Regions from separate parts of the Zea mays genome. Here region 1 is linked to region 2. A link is a contact called in public Hi-C data. All regions are on one chromosome and are shown on one strand. The core of a region is the stretch at or near the end of the contact, and the rest is flanking DNA. Distances in the headings are between cores, read along the strand shown.

Region 1 (6,593 bases), core at 613-3,112, 520 kb after region 2:
TATTTCTTTAGCCCTTCAAATATGTCTGAAACATACAATGCTGTTATTCTTGGAGTACCAGTTGGAGGATCAGTAGTACAGTCCAGTCCTTCCCATGCAAAAGCCTTTGGAGCACATGGATCACCCATCCAGTTTTTGCTCACAACATAAGCTTCTTGGATTGCGATCATGGCTTTAGCTGGTACGACCGAAAAAACAAGAAAAGTAGGTACATAGATACACAAGCTGTTAGCCTGTTACCAAGATAGAAATACATCTAAAACATGATATAACTAACACAAATGCAGTGATATGTGTGTGTTGTAACTCTAGCTCTCTTCTTCTATATTAATGCAATGATACGTATGTGTTTGTTAAAGAAAACGAATGCGAAACAATTAGTTTTACCACTTCTCATGCTTTACAAATTGCAAGGAAACCTCCTAACACCGATACGGTTAGTAACTACAGAAAACTCACAAAAAAAAAGAGTTGATGTACATAGTTAATTAAACTCATACCATCTCCAGGGTCGGTTGCAGCTTCATCCACCGGCCTCACCAAGTACACCTCCATGGCGTTGAGAAGAGGCGGGAGCGTCGCGTTCCTCGTCGCAGTAAGCGAGACGCTATGCCTCGCCTGCCCCTGCACCGTGCCGGAGAAGGAGTCGGCGAAGAGGTACGGCGGAGAGTAAGGTTCCCTGTTCCACGCGGTGCCGTCGACGGCGATGTCGAACTGCCGCCGCAGCTCGCCGCTCGCCGACACGCGCTGCAGCTCGGCGAAGTAGAGGACGAGGAGGTACGTGGCGCTGCTGGCGTCCACGGAGCGGTCGTCGGACGTGTCCCACGAGAAACTGAGCACCGAGCCGTCGGATGGCGTCGCGGCGCTCTGCATGACGGCGGACGGCGCGTCGTAGGGGTCGGCGAGGTAGTTCCGGACGACGGACGTGGCGGACGCCTCGGTCCAGGCCGGGACGGCGCCGTACGCCAGCCAGATCCGGTCGTGGGGGTCCAGCGGGTACCTGCTTGTTGGGCCAGAGAAATGTGCTTTGGTTGGGCTTGTGTAGTATAGGAGTACAGTTCATTCAGTTATTAACAGTAAAAAGATTTCACTTTAAAAAAAAAACTCACTCACCGAACCACAGACTTGTCCGTGGGTCCCACGTTGCACCGGTTGGCGTTGACCATGACAAGGGACTGGCTAGCGTTCGCCTCCGGGTAAAGAGTGCTCCGCAGCGGCCTGAGGTCCAGGCCGGAGATGAACGGGGTGCCGGTGCCCTTGTTCACCAGGCAGACCTGCAGGAAGTCGGTGGGAGCCACGGCCACGACGTCCATCCAGTTGATCGCGGCCGCGTCCCTGAACCTGACCTCGTGCCAGAGGCTCGCGCCCAGGTACAGGTCGAAGACGGGCGGCGTGCTCAGGCCGTCGTAGTCCGCGTAGTAGAAGGCGGCGCGGACGAGGTACTTGTTCCCGGCGACCAGGGAGGGGAGGGTGTAGCAGTTCCGAACGCCGGACGCGAAGGCGCGGACGGTGTAGTAGCGCTGCGCGAGGGACGGGCTGATGTAGCCGGCGGAGATGTTGCGGTTCTCGCCGGAGGTGACGAAGCCGCGGTCGGAGACGTAGAGTATGGTGGAGGTGAGGTCCTGGTACGTGGAGTTCTCCGGGATGCCGCAGTCGATGCTTATGAAACCTGCTGGAAGGGCAAGTGTGTAGTAGGTCAGTCAGAGAAGAAGCTAGCTAGTTGGTGCAGAGTCTGGAGAATGGAAAGCACCTCGGCTATCTGGCTGGCCGCTGCTGGTGCAGTACTGCAACAAGATGGAGAAGAAGAGAACAGCAGCACTCAGCTTCATGCTTTCTGTCCAAACTTCGTTGTGAGCACAGAACTTAAAGGGAGACCTTGTGCGTGTGTGTGTGAGAGAGAGAGAGTATATATACGTACAACGGTACACGTACGGACGTACCTATGCATGCGTAGCTTACTCCGACGCAATTGTGGACAGGAAAGTCAACGTCCGATCAGGAACTAAAAATCAGGTATTGTCCAATTAAAAAAAAGATCTTGCCATGCTACATGCCCCACGCCAAAAGGTGACGAGATCGACAAGTACGTCATCATTGCAACGCCTACGTGTACCTATGCTATGCATGCGTGCGTGTATGCTATGCATGAGCACAGAACTTAAAGGGAGACCTTGTGCGTGCGTGTATGTCGTGTGTGTGAGAGAGTATATATACGTACACGTACGGACGTACCTATGCTATGCATGCGTAGCTTACTCCTCCGACGCAATTGTGGACAGGAAAGTCAACGTCCGATCAGGAATTAAAAGTCAGGTATTGTCCAATTAAAAAAAGATCTTGTCATGCTACAAAAGGTGACGAGATCGACAAGTTCGTCATCATTGCAACGCGTACATTTGATTCTCTGCCTCTTGTGGCGATGCCACGATGGTCAAAATCTCTCTGTCTCTCATGGTGGTCAACAGAATGCATGTAATGTCACTTGATTTAGCTTTTTTTTAGAAGTTTTTCTAAAAATCTGACTGTAGAGAAAATCTAAGTATCGTGGAGATTAAATATAGAGGAAAGATAAAAAAAACTCTATAGAGTTTAGCATGTAGAAAAGTGACGGTTTGTTACTATCTCAATGACTCAGTTGATTCTGTGTTCACGTAGATTTTGAATGTTTTGACTAAAGTTATTTTATAAAACTGCGTGAAAAACTAAGTGTTTGGTAGGCTACTGTGGTCAGAAGCTAGAAAAAGTTAAAACAAACATGGGCTATAGCTGGCGTGGCGCAGCTCACGTCTTGTGGACTGAGACCGACCCCCGGGCTTGGGTGAGGGAATATACGTCAAGATAGTGTTTGTCAGGAATGGAACAAAAGACCCTTCTGGAGTCAAGAGAGTTAATCCCATTTTCGACTGAAGGACGCAGCTAATAATTGTGTGTGTAGCTTCAGTGTGCATCTTAATGACTGTTGTTTGTAATCTTGTGAAGCTGTGGTGAATAACTTGATCACTACACCCTTCAACAACCTATTGATTGAGTATAAGGTGGTGTTTGGTTCTGAAGTATGGTGTGATAGAGCCGCTTTACTGCTAATTTGTTGTTGTTTAGACTAATTCTATATAGGATGAAATGACTCCTAAAAAGAAATATATTTTGCTTGCACGATGATGAATCATTCTGTTCCCGCAAATTCTTTTGGACTGAGCCGCTCCATCCCAACATTGGGGGCTCCAGAACCAAATACTACCTAAAATGTCCAAACTAGAGATTACTAAACGGGCCGCCCGTCTCGGGCCCGGTGAAGCCCGGCCCGTTTTGGGCCTGACCCGCTAGGGAAGGTTACAAAACCGAGCCGGGTCGTCTAAGCACACATGCTCGTTCCCCTGTCCGAGCCCGGCCTGTTGCGGGCCTAAACGGGCCGCCCCAATCCGTTTAGCATGGAAAAAGCGGGCCAAAACAGTCTAAATGGGTCGATAAGCACGATTTAGTGCATAAAAAGCGGGCTTGACAGGGTTAGAGATAAACGGACCGTGCCGGACTAGCCCACCGTGTTTAGTTTCCTGTCCGGGTCCAGCCCGCTTATTCGTGCCGGGCTAGCCCGGATCCGTATAAAAGCGAGCCGGACCAGACTCGTACCGGGCCAAAAAAACATGTTGTGTGCTTTCTGTACATCTATAGTCCAAATAGGCGACTTGTTTCTCGCTGACTTGACTACCACCTTAATTATGTTCTCGGATAAAATAGACCAATCATAAACAGTAGGTTTATCGCTGACATAGCTATTAAGCAGCATTTTGCATCGGTTATCACGATACTAAGCCCCGAAAATATTCTACACACCAACATGCTCTTTACCAACTACTTTCGAGTTTCGACAGCGAATGGAACGGAGACCCTGACTGACATGGAGATCCTACTCTACCAGCTCAGCTGTAGCCAAAACGAAGACGCTGCGCCTGCGCGACCTGGGAGAGGGAGACCCCCGAGGTCGGCACGCACGCACGCACGATCCGATTCTCCCCGACGACGTCACGCTAACGCTGAGGGCGAGGCCGGCCGGCTGCCACACGCACAACAGCCAGTGGCCGGCAGCAACCAAACGGGGCAGCTTTCCTCTCCTTGATGAGACCTTGACCTCACTCGGTCGTGGTCCTCACTCCTCCTCAGTGCGCATGTCGGCGCGCACTACAGCCCACGAGTGAGCCGCCACGCAAGGCACTGGCCCCGCGGCCCCCGGCACGCGTGGTCAAGGTCATAGCGCGGCCGAGGAAGTCGCCCCTCGATCGCTCGCGGCGTCAAGCTGGCGAACGTCGACGCGCATTGCCTCCGGTGCGGCGGTGCCGGTTGCGCAACTAGCCCGACTCCGTCGTCGAGCAGCTCAGGCAGCGCCGCAGCCCAAGGCCAGGGAAAGCGGCGACGGCGGTGGTGCGGCATTCCGTCGAACTCCTGTCCTGTAGAGCGCAACGGTTGTCCCGACGCGGGCTTCCACACACAGAGCCTCGACTCTCGAGCCCTCCACGGCTCCACCCCATCTCTGGGCCAGCCCATGTATATTGGGCTGTTGCCCGACGCGGGCTTCCGTAGGGGCCGGACTATAGCCTATAGCTAGGCCTGTTGGTTCTGGATGACGCGTCCTATATTAACTTTTTTTTATTACCTTTCACAAAAAAAATTACCATTTTTATTTTGTCAAAAAAACATATTTGTTGAGCCAAATAACAGATCGAGTTCATTTTTGAAATTTACATCCTTCTTTTCGATTCTTTTGTTATGTGCAAAGACATGAAACAAATATGGTAGTATCTAGGAATCAACAAAAAGAATCATGTATACATCCAGCCTAAACGATCAATATCACTTTTTTTAATCCTTTTTGAAAAGTTTATTTCGCACCACCACTTGTCGCTGGGAACCTTTCAAGGAAAACGACCTCTCCTATCAAAGATCCTCCGCCGGCGCCGGCGCCGGGCGTGGCGACTGCCCCTCCAGCTGCATGAGCCTGGAGAAGACCCCGACCATGGGCGCCGTGTTGTACGTGCAGGCCTCAGTCTGCATGTACGCGCCGCGGTGGTCGTTGAAGACGTCCTCGCCGTTGGGCCCGCCGACGACGGCGCCGACGAGGTCGTGCGGGTTCTCCTGCCGCGCGCTGTACCACGAGTCGAACCCCTGCAGGCAGCCGATGAAGTCCCGGTCGTGCCGGTACGACGCGCTCGACGCCGCGCGGTGGTGCACCCGCCGCGGGTACGCCGCGCCGTATCCGACCAGGTAGCTGGTGCGCATCGGGTTCGTGCCCAGGATGTAGTCGGCCTGGGACTTGGCGAAAGCCAGCACGTCGCCCGCGTCGCCGGCGGCGGGTTCGCCACCGTCGTCGCCGGAGCCGCAGCGTAGGGGCTGGCCCAGCGAGGCGAGGACGTCCGAGTAGACGGTGAGGAGGAAGGCGGCGCCGGAGACGTACTGCAGGTTGTTCCATGGCCGGATGAAGAGCAGCCCCGCCGGGGTGCGTCCGGCGTTGTGCTTCGCGCCGCCGGGGTTCCGGTTCATGCACGAGCACACGTAGTACTCCGCGTTGGACCGCAGCTGCTCCACCACCGCCACCTCCTCCGCGCTCAGCCGCAGCCGCTCCTCCTTGGCCTCCACCAGCAGCTGCAAACACAGCGAAATCAGCAGCTGTTGAGAATAGAAAAAAAAAAAACGCTCCTCCCCCCCCCCCCCCCCCCCCCCCCCCCAAGAACACAGCATCATGTCCCAGAAACTTGGACCTTATCATCTTGATTTATTAAGAGACATTAGCACAATGTTTGTTCTAAATTATTTTCATGTTCTTTTTAATCTGCAGTGTCATTGTTCAGACTGAAATACGTCAAACCAGATTGTCATATTCCATTACTATCATCCCCTGCTTGTCAAACATGTGGCCAAACACTATACAACTGTTGACTTCAGGGCGTGAGACTTGAAGCTGTTGAATGCAGAATTCCCCATTGGAGCAGCCACGGGCGCTATATATGACACTTGACACATCCCTTGTCTTGTTATGGTCCAAATTTCAGTGTCGTCCAAAACTGACTGTGTAGGTTTCCTATACAATAATAAGTTAACCGAAAGGTAAAACTATACTTGAAAAAAAAAACAGGATCAAAGCCACATGATCCTCCATTCCGGGTTCAGTTTGTCAGGGCTCTGGCTGTGAACAACCAAAACCAACCACTACAACTTTTTCTTTTCCCAAACATGTAACTACTGTTAGTTGAATGGCCCATGTGTTGATGGACGGATGTTCCATGGTTCTTCTACCTTAAGATTGACTCCTGTGCTGTCTTCACGTGCAAGATCCTCCCTCCCAGTCCCAGACCATTTAATTATGTGTTAAGCTTTCACTAACAAACTATCAAAACGACGCTGACTCCTCTGTCCAGGTGCACCACCAGGAAGACGGCTAGAATCTTCAGAGTTGGTCGATGATTTGCTCGCTTCAGAACATCACAGTCCAGGCATGATGAGACAGTGGACGGGCGGGCAGGCAGGCAGGCTTGTGGATGCATAAAGAAATGTTTTGCGTGGTAAGAGACGTCTGTCTTGCATCCTAAGCATTGGAAGGGAGG
Region 2 (6,409 bases), core at 1,097-3,596:
ACCAATTTTCTTTGGAAAAATAAAAACCCCTTGAGAAAATGTGGTTTTCCAAACTAGTCCTTACTATGTTTTTGTATTTTAAAGGTTGATGAAGTGATGTCCACTCGAAACGCAAATTCTGTGTTATAACTGAATTAGTTTAATCTGAGAGGTTTAATTTTAACTAAATAACTAGATTTATCTCGTTCTCTTATGACATGCTCCATCCATTCTAAAATATAGTTCTATCTGTCCCAAAACATAGTTCTTTCTAATAATCTTTTTCTATGCACGTTAGAATAAATAATAATAAATATAGATATACATACCAACTTTAAACTATATCCTAAGGTTAATAAATGGATAAAGAATTATATTTTGTGACGGATGGAGCACTATTTTGGAATCTCTCGACTGATAATTAGTGGTCCGTTAGTTTCTTCCCCTCTTTCTCCTCTAACTTGGCAAAAATCTATGGCAAAACATATTATAACTGCTCTTATGTTTATTTAGAAGCTGATCCACTTAATGCATATCTATAGGTATATCTAATCCTTGTTTTGATTGCTTTATTAATTACTGGGTCTCACGTAAGAGGCCGGCAGAGGCTCAAACGCCATGTAATAATCATAAAATCAACGTAAAATAAAGTGAACAATCGATGATTTAAATAAATGGAAACCATAACTATGAGCAATAGGAACTAATGAGACCCAACGAGCTCTAAATAAAGCATCAATAGACAGACCCATATATTTTTATTCAAAATAAAGCGCATATTATATAGAACGATGGAGCTATGCTATCCTAAAAGCACATGGATTGCTTCCTTGGTGGCGTCGTCATCCCATGGAAGCACCCCACCACCTTGTTGCTCCCTTCCCATCCTGCAAATAAAAGGAATATAATGGTTTTGTAGAGGCACGGTGATCATGGAACCATCAAAGGCCGCCTAGTTAAACTGTGGGAAGATGGGGGGGGGAGCTGATACCTTTGGCCATGTGGAAGCCGCGTTTCTGGAGCTCCGTGTACTCCTGGCAGAGCGCGCAGGGGCCGCACCAGAAGTGGACGCAGCAGTCCATGCAGGGGGACTCTCGCAGGCTGTACTGCGACCGCATGGAGGAGCGCTTGGCGCAGCCGTACAGCCACTGCCAGCCTATCGTCGACAGCAGGTAGTACAGTGTGCCACTCATGCAGCACGCTGCAAATATGCAATGCGGGACGGATCGTCAGCCAAAAGGAACAGGAGAGATGGAGACGAGACGAGGGGGGCAGTAGTAGTATGGGAGTGAAGTGGAACGCGTACACGTGGAGCCTCTGTCCACGATCTCCGCGGTGCGGCCGAACGTGACGCAGGGGCACCAGAGCGTCAGGCAACCTGCAACGTGGTCGATCGTCGGCCGGGAGAGAAGGGACGGAGAGCTGAAAAACATGCATCGTAGTACGTACGGGAAGAAGAAGAAGAGAGAGAGAGGAGAGTAGCTTGCTATAGCTAGCAGGTTTGTTTGCACTGCGTACAGGTGTGAAGATCCCCGAAGCAGTCGCAGAGCCCCACGGACCACTCCCCCGGCATGCTGCGAGCTGTTCACGCAGACGCGCGCCGTCAGTTGGTCGGGTTTGGATGCGTTGCGGCGATTAGTTTCTGTATGATCTCGGTGGTTTCAGGCAACGCGACCTTTGGTCCTCTTGGTACCACTATATAGCAGTATCGCTCTAGATAGCAGCAGCCCATCTCAAAACAAAAGGCCTAGTCTTGGCCTATGCCTCTCTCTCTCTCTCTCTCATGGATACATGGATTGATCCGCCAGAGGAGAGAGGGCCTCCATATCGATCCATCCATGCCGACTGGGCACGCTCTGGTTTGAACCATTCCTTCTGAGATCCCCATGCATGATGTCCATGTCCTGGCAACAGTTTAGGATCTTCCAGTTTCTCGGTAACTTTCGTTCCTATATATATTACTCCTGAACGCGCTCAGCAGTGCAGCGTCAATGATTCCAAGTTATTTAGTCCCTTCGATTCATCCTGCATCAATTTTTTTTAAAAGGATCAGAGACACCCAGATGGGTGGGCCAGAGGAAAGAACAAACCGAGCCAAGAATATACAGAGAAAAGAATAAACCTGTTGACTCGGTGAAACAAACAGCATTAGCTCATGCATGACTCACTGAACTGAATTGCGTCCAGTATTCAACAAAACTGTTCCAGAACAAGTCAGACTTGGGTCTACACAAGAGGGGTCATGCAAGAGTTATCTGTTCTGCAATCTTCTTTTCTTTTTTGAACCATATTTTGAATTGCTGAGGGGCCTACCCAACGTGTTTGGGACAAAAGGCTTTGTTGTTGTTGTTGTTGTTGTTGTTGTTGTTTGAATTGCTGAGGGAAAAAAAACATGCAACCAAATTGGTTATGATCAAGCTATTATTCTTTGTTTAAATGTAGTAGTGCAGTTGTATGTTGGGGGCATATATCTGTACCAGTTTACCAAACAAATAGGAAATCCTTACTGAGAGATCCAGGGACTACCATATTGTGAACTGATGGAGAAAAAAAAGAAATTCAACCGCATTTGTTATGATCAAGTTGTACTTTCAGTAAATGTAATGCAATTGTATTGGGGGTACATATCTGCTCTAGTTTACCAAACAAATAGCACATCCTCACTCGCTCGAGGGGTCTAGTTTTTTCCCCCCCCCCATATAATCCATTGCATCTATTAAGCTCGATTCTTGGTACATTAAAAGGTAATGCCCACAGGTCACCTAAAACTAAAATTACAAATCGATTTTACATAACTACACAGCTGATTGAATATCTCCAGATGAATGATTATGGTGCCAGGGACACCAGCAGAAGTACACAACAAGAGAAAATAGCTCAGGAGAATGGTAACATCTCAGACCATGGGTAACTTATGTTCAGGGACACTAACAGGAGCTACGGAACTGATCACCAGCCTCTATTCTCCATGCTAACTAAAGAGTAACTTATGTTCATATGACACTTGACACCACTGCTCCGACCATGGGTCCATTATTCGGTCACCTATCCAGTGCGGGACTCTTTGCTTGACTGGGCCAAATGAATCATTTGCCAATTGCCACATACTATCATATTGATCCAATCTTTGGGTTCTTTAACATAGGCTATTTCACTGCAGAAGCACTCCGATGCAAGCCAGTCATTGCACTGGCAATCTTACCGCTCGAGTGCTTGATCTGGAAGCTCCCAGCCCTCCTGGGCCGGGGCATGTAGAGGGCACTGAGCATCTTCTCCAAACCATCGACAGTGTACCTTACATACTTGCTGGCATTTCCCTCTTGCTCCACAAGTGGCCCATAGTTCTGCATGTAGCTCCGGTAGGTAGGGACGATAGTCTGCACCACAAGATTACATGTCCTCTCCCGCAGATCCTTGTCTGGTATAACCCACGACGATTGCCTGCGATGCATCTCATCAAAGCTCGAATTGAATGTTTTGAGGCGCTGCTTCACCAGGTCCCTTGCAGTGGCCCGGCCCTTGGAGAACAATATTAATCCCTCCCGGTTCAGTAGCGCTGAAAGTGCTCCCCAGCTCTCCCTGATGAACATTGACAAATAGTATTCCTTGTATTGTTCATGCTCTCGCAGCCACACATCACCCAAGACCTCTCCTAGCTTAGTAGCCTTCAGATGCCTGAAGAAATGCCAATGGGTATTCATCATGAAGAGATACGACAGCGTAGCGTTGTCATATGCCTTGGACCAAACATCGAAGTTAGCTTCAAGGGCCTTGACGATGTTTAGCACCGCGTCAACAAGCATCCTGTCATTGAACGCCTCCTTGCGCCAGCTGCGATGGATAGTTAGCGCCTGCCCAAGCACAGGCCTGTATTGCTCACCAAGCAGTCGGTTGCAGTACTCAACGACAAAGGTAACTAAGCGCGGCACGCCTCCATCAACTGGGGGAGGCATGTGCCGCTGCAGCTCCACCTGCACAATCAACTCCTCAAAGATCTCGACGGCGCCGTCTATCAACAACTTGACAAGGTCCCTTGTCTGGCTCTGAATCTCCGCGCACGCTTTGCCACCGAACAACCTGTTGAAGTCCAGTCTCAGCTTATTCAGAGAATCAAACACCTCCAGCAGACGCTGGAGCTTGATGGGGTCCTTCTTGGCATCAGCAACCGCGCGGCCAAACCTCAAGAAGTCAAGAACCCCGGCTTGTGCCGCCACCTCTGCAAAGCACGCGGACGCGACATCCTTATGCTGCCCAAACACCTTGGCACAGAGCTGCCGCTCCGAGTCGAGGAGACGGCGCACCACAAACTCCAAATGCCGCCTCCACAAATCAAGAGCAGGTCCCAATGCCTGCGCGTCCTGAGAAGGGTCGCGCAGGTAGTCGAGGCCGAGAGCACGAAGACTTGCACTGACCACACCCCCGCGCGCATCGATATAAGAGGCCACGCAGCTGTCTTGCCTGCCGTTGGCCACGAGGCGATCGAGGATGAGGGTGAGCTTGTGGACGGCGACGGCAGGCACGCGGGAAGGCGTGGCCGATCCAGCGGCGGCGCCGGTCTGCGGCATCGCGAGCGGCGCGGAGTGGTCGGCGAGGAGGCGGCGGAACTCGGCCTCGAGCATACTGAGGGCGGCTGCCAGGAGCCCGCCGTCGAGGTCGCCGGCGGGGGGTGTCCTGAGCTCGTCGAGCGTGACCCCGAGGTCGGCGAGGAAGCGCTGGTCGGCGAGGTCGCGGTCGCCGAGGTACTCGACGATGTCGGCGAGCCACTGCGCGGCGAGCCCGCAGTTATCGGCGAGGAACCTGTGCGCCTCCTCGAGCTGCGCCAGGACGGCGAGATACCCCGGCAGGTCCCCGGCCGCGCCCGAGCCCGCGGCGCCTGGCGCCAGGAGCGGCGGCTCGAGGCCGTGCACGGCGTCGAACACCTTGAGCACGGCGGCGGCGGGGCTTACGGCGCGGTCGATGTGGGGCCCCGCGGCGGCGAGCTCGGCATGCGGCGCGCGGATTGGGCGCACCGCGGCCTCCAGCGCCAGCAGCGCCGCCTGGATCTCCTCTAGACGGGGCCCCGCGCGGGCCAGCGAGTGGCCCAGAGCGCGCGACTTGTCCACACCGGCACGCAGCGTGCGCCGAGCCGCCGCAACGCGGCCCTCGCCGCCGTGATCCATCCCGGCGGCTGCGCCCTACGCAATGCAGGGCCCCTGGAGCCTCCCTCTCGGGCCCTTCCTCCCCTCTCTCTCCTCTCTTCGTCTCGCTGGAAGCGCTGTGGATTGCTTGCGACCGAAAGAGCAAGGAGAAACTGAGACTGACGGAGGTTCGAGGGGGGTTGGTTGGGATTGGGAACTTGGGAATGGATCGAATCGAAAGGGTGAACCGTGAACGAAAGATGATGACATGCCCTTTTCTTGCATATTTGAAAAGTTATAATAAACACAAGAAAAAAGTGAGGAAATTGCCATTTTTACAAACCCTTTTTAACAAAATCCTTGAGTTTCCGTTGGCATGTTTAGTTCTATGGACTATATATTAGCTCATGCATTTTAGTTCCATTTACTGCTTAAATTGTCAAATAGCGGACCGAATAAGTGGGACTAAACTACTTTAGTCCCTAATCCTCTATTCCTCTAAGGAGTGGCTAAAATAGAAAAATCTATATTGGCTACTGTTGCCGTGTGAGAAGGGTAGTGGCTAGAGATAGTAAAGAACATGTTGACCTTCCTATAATTTATTTAATAAGTCTTGAACACTTTACATCCATTTAGGCCACCTTTGGAATAAATGAAAAGTGAAGCAATTTTAAAGGATTAAGATCCTATAGAAAATTTTCTTGTAGTCCTTTGAATCAAAGAAATGATGAGTTTCTACGGACCCTATAAATTCTTTATGGAATGCTTCACTGTAGTGATATTTTAGAAAAAAATTAACAAGAGGTCTAACTTCTTATAAACTTTTCTTCGTGTCTCTCTCTAATTCTTGTATTCTTCCTATGTTATATCTAGTATATGTTGGAGATTTTCGCTTCGGATTAAAGCTTGTTGTTTAGACTGCGCAGTTGCTAGAAACAAAAACATTGTAGTAGCTGTAGAAGTCGGTACAGATTAAAACCAAACGAACAGGTTGATATAATTCCTTTATGATTGCAAGCGTTGTTGTTACTATATTGTTCTTATTCCCGTGTTTTACCAATGCTGCATTCCAAAACCTTTAAGGCTTTTATAGCTATACTATGCTAATTTGGGAATCTCATTTTTCTAAGAAAATTGGTTTATTTTTTATTTGAAAAATAAAAATCATTTACAAAAATAAAATTCCCAAACTAGCACTTATAACCAAAAGAAATAAAAAGACTGAAAGAACATACCCTTAAAGCTGCGCCATATAATCTTGCGCGAATCATTGCCCAGTTGAAGTTTGAACGCAGGAAAAGACGCGCGCGCAG

Evidence for each region. A called contact is a pair of places that touch in the nucleus more often than the background predicts.
Region 1: a Hi-C map of ear shows a contact between it and region 2, with 1.8 times the contacts expected there. The contact joins the promoter of LOC103626627 here to the promoter of LOC100500712 in region 2. A contact is called at or near these places in 2 of 25 Hi-C or Micro-C datasets (both in ear).

What each region holds. Positions count from the first base shown.
Region 1 is chr5:82,739,012-82,745,604 of Zm-B73-REFERENCE-NAM-5.0, forward strand. LOC103626627 (probable LRR receptor-like serine/threonine-protein kinase) reads right to left here and starts at 1,863. Exons shown (of 12, transcript XM_035959084.1): 1 at 1,751-1,863; 2 at 1,114-1,672; 3 at 501-1,000; 4 at 37-178. The coding sequence starts at 1,829. It overlaps LOC100384439, which reads right to left. Exons shown (of 2, transcript NM_001323015.1): 2 at 4,700-5,634. The coding sequence ends at 4,930.
Region 2 is chr5:82,221,193-82,227,601 of Zm-B73-REFERENCE-NAM-5.0, forward strand. It overlaps LOC100500712 (cell number regulator 11), which reads right to left and starts at 2,347. Exons shown (of 4, transcript NM_001397140.1): 1 at 1,771-2,347; 2 at 1,498-1,553; 3 at 1,286-1,357; 4 at 936-1,180. The coding sequence starts at 1,880. The coding sequence ends at 936. It overlaps LOC100304423 (exocyst subunit exo70 family protein G1), which reads right to left and starts at 5,304. Exons shown (of 1, transcript NM_001165857.1): 1 at 2,769-5,304. The coding sequence starts at 5,138. The coding sequence ends at 3,126.